Regions from separate parts of the Gossypium arboreum genome. Here region 1 is linked to region 2. The links are chromatin contacts, called in public Hi-C maps. All regions are on one chromosome and are shown on one strand. Each heading gives the region's core, a stretch centred on a gene start, on an enhancer-like site or on the middle of the called end of the contact. The rest is flanking DNA. Distances are from core to core; before and after follow the strand shown.

Evidence for each region. A called contact is a pair of places that touch in the nucleus more often than the background predicts.
Region 1: a Hi-C map of leaf shows a contact between it and region 2, with 4 times the contacts expected there. The contact joins the promoter of LOC108483983 here to the enhancer-like site in region 2. A contact is called at or near these places in 2 of 5 Hi-C or Micro-C datasets (both in leaf).

What each region holds. Positions count from the first base shown.
Region 1 is chr6:81,703,940-81,707,627 of ASM2569848v2, forward strand. LOC108483983 (40S ribosomal protein S18) reads left to right here and starts at 2,418. Exons shown (of 4, transcript XM_017787564.2): 1 at 2,418-2,568; 2 at 2,774-2,934; 3 at 3,281-3,469. The coding sequence starts at 2,566.
Region 2 is chr6:81,381,960-81,385,973 of ASM2569848v2, forward strand. It overlaps LOC108486239 (type IV inositol polyphosphate 5-phosphatase 3-like), which reads left to right. Exons shown (of 13, transcript XR_008284238.1): 12 at 649-698; 13 at 1,890-2,230. Among protein-coding and RNA genes, the nearest start is that of LOC108486239, 18 kb to the left of the region's middle. Within about 2 kb of position 1,727, at least 2 of the 2 cell types and tissues checked have an H3K27ac peak or open chromatin away from gene starts, as enhancers often do. A contact at or near this core is called in leaf, where this site is marked.

The DNA.
Region 1 (3,688 bases), core at 1,168-3,667, 320 kb after region 2:
TTGAATCAAACGCTCACTTTGATTCTTTTATGGAATTATAGACTCGTTTAGATTATCTAATAAAGTTTTTCTTTTCATAATGTAAATGTTCTTACAATACCGCTTATCATTAGTTTGAACTTAGTCAATCAATGAGCTTATATTTGCTTTTCATAATTTTTCTATGTATGCAAAACATAAAAGACATAAACACAAAAGGTATAATAGTGAAATGTGAAATTAACTTTATTTATTTATTTATCGTTCAAATATTATAAGTTATATGTTTACTAAAATATGGGCACATTTCCTAACAAGGGAAACCTATTTTATTACTTTAACTTCACCTTGTTCATTCAACTAATAAATTTGATAAGGATGGGGATGATTTGTAGACAGTAATTTGAATTTCTCCACTAATGTAGTAGAGGCCACATTTGCACAACTCTCGTTAGCAATAGTAATATGACACACTTTCTAGTAAATCATGCATCGTGTGTGGAACAGATCCTCATGTTGTTCATTATCCACCACCCATTGTGCATTCATATCTTGTTGAGAAATAACCAATTTTCTATCAACGAGATATTCTACAATGCCCACCTTCTTGATGAATTGGTTTTCATTAAATTTCACCCTTCTTGTTATTTGTTGAACTCGTACTAGAGGTGGTGTTTGCTCTATCATTCTTTCAAATGCTTGAGTTAATTGATTGAGTTGCTCCATCATATTTTCTTATCTTGTTTGGAGACTTAATGTTATAGCTTGCTTCAAAGAAAGTTCTTTTCCATTAGTTTGTGGCCCAACATGGTGGGTAGAAAGAAAAAGGCATCGTTCCAACTATTGAAGGACGAAATTAAAAAAAAGATTGATGGTTGGTGCATTAGGTTTCTATTGCAAAGGGGTAAAGAAAATTTTTATTAAGTCAATGCTCCAAGCCATTCCAACATACTTGATGGCTTTTTTTTTTTTTGCTGCCAAAAAATTTGTACGATGAAATGGAAAGTATTATGGCACGATTTTGGTGGCAAAAGGGGCGTGGGAGAAAGGGGATTGCGCTTTGAAAGGGGAAGGAGGTTTAGGGTTTCATAGTTTAGAGATTGGCCAAACAAGGATGGATACTTCTAAATAATCCTGATTCGTTATTAACCCAGGTTTTAAAGGAAAAATATTATCCAAGTTCCGATTTCTTAAATGCACGGGGAATTTACCCTCTTATACTTGGAAAAGTATTTGGGCTACGAGGGGTTTATTACAAGAGGGCTTATGTTGGAGAGTTGGATCGGGTGAAAACATCTCAATTGCTAAGCATGCATGGATACCAAGTTCAATTAATTAGAGACTGAATGTGAGTATGAATAATAATAGCATTTCAATGGTTTTGGAGCTGATAAACAAAAATAACAGAGAATGGAATAAAGAATTGGTTATTAATACCTTCTCGGATGTTGATACAGCTAGGATATTGAGGATTCCACTAGCGAAGGAATGCCATGATGACTTGGTGGTCTGGTATGGTGAACCTTTCGGTGACTTTTCTATTCAGAACACTTATAAACTATTACAACCAAGTACTCTAAGCCCTAATTTTAATGATTTACATACCACCTCTAGAGACTTTTACAGACAGCTATGGAACCTACAGCTTCCAACAAAGCTAAAAATTACAATTTGGAGAATATCTAGAAATTTTATTCCTACACTAGTTAATTTGAATCATAAACAACTAGTAGCGAATATGGCTTGCCTGAGATGTGAGGGGGCAAATGAGAATCTAGACCACGTCCTCCGAGAATGTCCTATTTCAGTTGAAGCTTGGTCAATTTTAAACCATTCCTGTAACTAAACCAAATCTGGAACCAGACTAATTTGGAGCCTCTTGTGGGTAAGGTTTGGAGAGGGGAATGATTGTTTTGAAACATGAAGATGGAGAAACGCTTCCTTGGTAACTGAAATCATCGAGATTGAAAAGAAAGAAATGAAAGGTTGGCACGATTTCAAGTATTAAATGTGATTGGGCTAAAGCTTTATCTTTTATTTATTATTTTAAAAACTTTGGTTTATTTGTTTTTTTTATTTTTTTGATTCTAGTTTCCTTTTTTAAATTCCAGGGTGACATGTTGAGCTTAGTGATATGTATTCTAGTTTATGTTTTAATAAAGCCAAGTCTATTTGAATTTAAAAAAAAAGAAAGAAATGTATTCTAGTTTATGTTTTAATAAAGCCAAGTTTATTTGAATTTAAAATAAAAAAGAAAATTAACTAGTTAAAATTAATATTTATTTTTAATTGATTAAAAATTTTCAACAACTATTATGATAGTACAGGGGAATCGAATTATAATAGTATTGGGTGAAATCGGTGTAATGGTGAGTTTTAAAGGACCGGAAAAATTGGGCCTTATGACAACAGTGCACTAATTTTCTCTTCAGCCCAAAATCCAACTAAAAAACCCTAGGAGTTGCTATGAACCACTATAAATACGTTTGTTAGAGGAATCCTTTAAAACCCTAACTTGGCCTCCTCTGTTTATTCGCTTCAGCTCATCACTTCCCGTGCTCTCTCGTCCTCCCTCACCAAATCAAAATGGTAATTGTGATTCCATCTTTCTAATTACAATTCCATATTTTTCTTGATCTGATTCACTGTTTTTTTTTTTTAATCTAAATTTCCTTTTCCTTTTTTCTCCCTTTTCGGGGATGGTTTTTTCTTGGTTTGAATTAGGGTTGATGTTTTGTTTCTAACATTATTGCTTTTAACTCTTTCTTCTTCTTTTTTGTGTGTGTATGTACAGTCTCTGGTGGCGAACGAAGACTTTCAGCACATTTTGCGTGTGCTGAACACCAACGTTGATGGAAAGCAGAAGATTATGTTTGCTTTGACCTCCATCAAGGGTATTGGAAGGCGTTTCGCTAACATTGTTTGCAAGAAGGCTGATGTCGACATGAACAAGAGGTATCTTTTATTATGAAAATTTAGATGCAAGGAGCTTGCCTATTTTATATCAATTTTGGGCTTAAGTGGGAACCGATAAGATGTCGTATAGCTCAAAGCTTAGAAAAAAAACATATAGTAGATGATTTTGTTTTTTGGGTATTTCAGGTTGAAACGGTTACTTTTGTCATTGATATGAATTGATTCATATGTGGAAGAAGATTATGATTTCTTATTTTTTTCTATCTAAAACTTTCGACTATGTTCTAGGCTTCAATTATGTATAGGCTTGTGGCATGAGGAGTCATGTTATTCAGTTTTTTTTTTTTTGAGCTTTTGTGCAACTTTGCTGATTTTTTTTTATTAGGGCTGGTGAATTGACTGCACAGGAGCTGGACAATCTCATGACCATTGTTGCAAACCCCAGGCAGTTTAAGATACCTGACTGGTTTTTGAATAGGCAGAAGGATTACAAGGATGGGAAGTATTCCCAAGTTGTGTCTAATGCTCTCGACATGAAGTTGAGAGATGACTTGGAGCGATTGAAGAAGATCAGGTTAGTACTTCGTTCTTGCTAATCTGTGCTTTGAGTTTATCTTTTCCCATTTTTGCTGTATGTTCCAAATGTTTGATGCTTAAAATGATACGATCAGGCCAACTGTATCTATGCTTTAGTATTTCTGTTTAATTTGAGTTCATGGTTCCTCATCGTATATCAATTTACTATAAGCAACTGCTTTCACATTCTCAGTGAAGTTCTTTCAAACGTTTGACT
Region 2 (4,014 bases), core at 477-2,976:
TAGTTTTCTTATTTAATAAGGTAGTTTATGTTTTCATATCTGCATCATTGGGCCACCCAATCTTCAAATGGATAGACTTCTCCAATAGTTCTTTACATCGAGCTAGTTCTTGTGGGTCAAATTATCCCCATGTCAATGATAGGCCTCCACGGGATGCATTGTGTGCAATGGTTACGGGCTTTGAACTGCGGCCTGTGATAAGGATATGCTTGTTTGAGAAAAGAGATAAGAAACGTGTATAGGCCAAGATCAAGAACTATGTCATTAGACGAAAGCTCTAATAATTAGAGTAACGGAAGGCTTTTGAAATAGCACCCTTGATTTATTAATAAAACCTTTATTTATGGATGTAAAGGTAGATGATTAAATTTAAAATAGAAATTCAAATAATTAATTTAAAAATAAAATAAAATAGCAATTTAAAACTAGAAAACCCAATAAGTGAAGCAAGTCTATCGATGTGGCAATTTCATCGTTTTATAGAAACCCAATAAGTTTTGGGTCGAGGATAACTTCAGCAGTTAGCATTGGCAATTTACTTGTCTATATGGTGTCCAATATTTGGAAGATATATATTGATTAAACTTGAACTTAAATATATGCTTATATTTCTTTAAATAAAATGGTTTGCTTTTCGATGCAGGATAGTTTGCTGGCAGAGCATCAAGGAATTCTAATCTATGCTTGAGACTTTGAAGGTTAGGGTGAGAGTCTACAACTCTTTATATTACCTACACCTTAGATTCATTCATTTCATTCTTTGATTTTGTTACTGTATTGTATATTTCAATCATTGTATAAATGCATCAGCACTAGGAATTTCACAAATAGGCTCTTAAACAAGAGCATATCTAGATATAGTTGAGCATATCTTTACATAATCGTTGTATCATTGTATAAGTATTAGCATAAAGTTTATCTAGATATGCTCTTCTGCTAGCAGTTTTTTCTATCTCAGAGAAAGCTGACGATGTAAAGATATTTAATCAATGCACGCTTTTTTGAAGTTGCTACTTTTTGGTGTACGCCTTTGACCTTCTGAAATTACATTCTTCTGTAATCTCTTAAATCCTGATTTCTTTCATCAATTACACAATTGAGATGAAGGAATAGGTTTTGTCAGTCATCCTAGAAAAAAACACCATTCAATCTAATCCTTAACCATCGAATCGAATTTTTATTTTCTTTTGAAAGGTACGAATTTATTAATGACAAGAGTAGCCAGTGCTTAAGCTTTTGACTGACAATTCTTCGGCCACCAAGGAGCACTGCTTTAGCTTTTGACTTCAACTGATTTAATTGTTTAATATCTTTTGCTGCTATTATCTATTAAGCTTGCGTGCGAGTATTGCTGGAGGCTAGAACCAGTGATAGAGTTATATTGTACAGAATACCATGCATATGTAATGTTTGTTGAAAAGTCTCAATAAATTTAAGCATATGAATTTGTTCATTCTCAGCACAATTTTATTGTCTTGGTTTTGTTCATTTGATATTATTAAAACTGGTGTTTGCTTAACTAGGGAATTTAAGTTTCATGCTTATGCTTGACAAAAGAAAAGAAACACAAACAAGGATCACAGTAATGTGTAATAAGAAAATGTTTAGAATTATAGCAAATTCGCTTTGAACCTTGCATTTGACTTTTATCACTTAACAAAGCTTAAGATGATTCATTATTTGCCTAGATAAAGCTTGAAGTGGCAGCCACATCACTATAACATGAGCAAAGCTCACAACCTAGATTCGTGTATCTTTCCTCTAAGATGCATAATTTAAGCCCGTAATTAGGCTGTCACTCTTGAAACTAAATTAAATAATAAAAAAAAGATAAATGCGAAAAGAACCTAATACTGACGGTATTATTACATAATTTACATATGCTTTAGGGGAAATTGGGGAAAATGACAGATTAGAAGAGGGTCAGAAGAGATGGACAGGCTATGGAAGAGGGTCGAATGAAGAGAGGGAGAAAGTGGGCCGATCTAAGACAAATAGAGTCGTTGGGCTAGAGACAAAAACAAGGGACCAAGACTGAGACATCAAGATGAAATGGTCTTGTGAGGAGGAACACTTAAGGAATCTAAGGTAGGACAATTGTTGATAAATAATACTCCGTAGTACAAGTTTGTTACTAGCAAATATGTACTATATATTTGTCATTGTAACAACTTCACAAGTTTATTTGAAATGAATATCAATTTTCTCCTTCTTCAACTTAATTCTCAAATTCTCCTCTCTTCATCTAGTCTTCTTCTTTATTGAGTTGCTTGATATCTTGGGTCACTCCGAGGTTGTGATAGATTGGTATTAAGTCACTAAAGATCCATTCTTCAAAGTTGGGTAGCCTAAGAAATAACTATCCATGACAAACAGGGCCAAATTGAGCTCCCTCGAGGAGCAGATGCATCAAGGCAAGTTGTACAGTTTTCCAAATGAAAATAAGGTTCTAATCTTGTAGGAGGAGAAAAATATATCCTTGGATGCTGAGTAGAGGTGTCCATGGGCTAGGCTCAATCGAAATTTTAAGCTCAATTGGTAGGTTTGGGTCTGGCCTGACCTAAAAAATGGGCTACTATTTTTGTCCAATCTCGACCCATATCATATATGCTAAACCCGAGTTCGGCCTGGCTCGTTTTTTACCCTAATTTCATTGATCCATTCTAATAAACCTTTGTTTCTTCTTTTTTGTCCCTTTTTTTCGATTCAATCGAAATTTAATAAGTTTAGAGTATTGTAAGAGAGAATCCAAATGATTTTTTCTTCGATCAAATTGAATTCAAATGGAATCAAAATGAATAAAAAGCAAAGCAACCAAAAAAACCCAAACTTTTGAAAGTAGTAAAAAGAGAACAAAATTGGGTTCAACTAAGGAAACGTAGATCCAAAGGGAAAGGAAGGATCGTGAAAAGGAAATGAAAGGGAACAATAGGTGAAAGATCAAAGATCCTCGCGTTCAATATTTTCTGCAAAAATAAAGAAATTAAAATAAGTGAAAAGCAGCAAAATGAAGAGAGGCAGCAGTGGAAGCCAGGACAAAGAAACAATAAGTAAGGAAAAAAAATTAGAGAATAGGTATTAAGGGGAAATAGGGGTTGGAAAGGAAAAGGGAAAGGGAAATATCAAGACTAGGCCTACTAGGTAGTGGGGAACAAGGGTAAAAAATTGGGGTTAATAAACATGGGTCGGCCCGGGCTCAGGATGAAAAATCTTTACATGAAGCCCGATTCATTTTTAAAATGGACCTTATTCCTAAACCCAAGCGTATTTCTTGGGCCTATAGTTTTACCCAAACCTTCCCATATTTTGGGTGGGCTTTTAGACCGTATCAAATGGCCCGGCGCATGGACAGGTCTAGATGCAAGACATGTGGAAACTTAGATATATCAACAAGATTCTAGAGATTTTGTTAAAAAAAAAAGATGAATCACCATCACTAGTATTTGTAAAACAAAACCTAGTCAAAAGCTTATGGTAAGAAACGCGTCTAAATAATTGCAATTGATGAACATGAAAGATACTTCTACTAATTAGATGAACTAGGAATATTATCTTCCAAACCATACCTTAACCAACCTACTATATAACCCCACTTTAATGACAAAACCACTACTGAAAGCCAGAATCCATTCATTTCTATTGAACCTCAATCGAATGAATACAACCAAAACCACCACAATCTTGACGTGTTTGCAGCTAGACTAAAGATTGAACTGCAAACCTTTGATGGAAACAATCTTAGGGGATGGTTGAAGAAATGCTGCAAATATTTCTACTTGGAGTAGCAGAGAACTAAAAAGTAGGCATTGCCTTTATGTATATAACAAAGCAAGCTAAGATTTGGTACGATGGGTACATTTTACAAAAGCATAGGGCCATGTAGTTGATTTATGTCATAGGTTTTGTGATAGAACTTTTATATTGTTGAGAATTCAATAATATAATCCAAAAAAGTTTAGTGGAAGATCATCATAAGAAATTTGAAGAATTGAAGCCCTTCATGTTACAATGCAA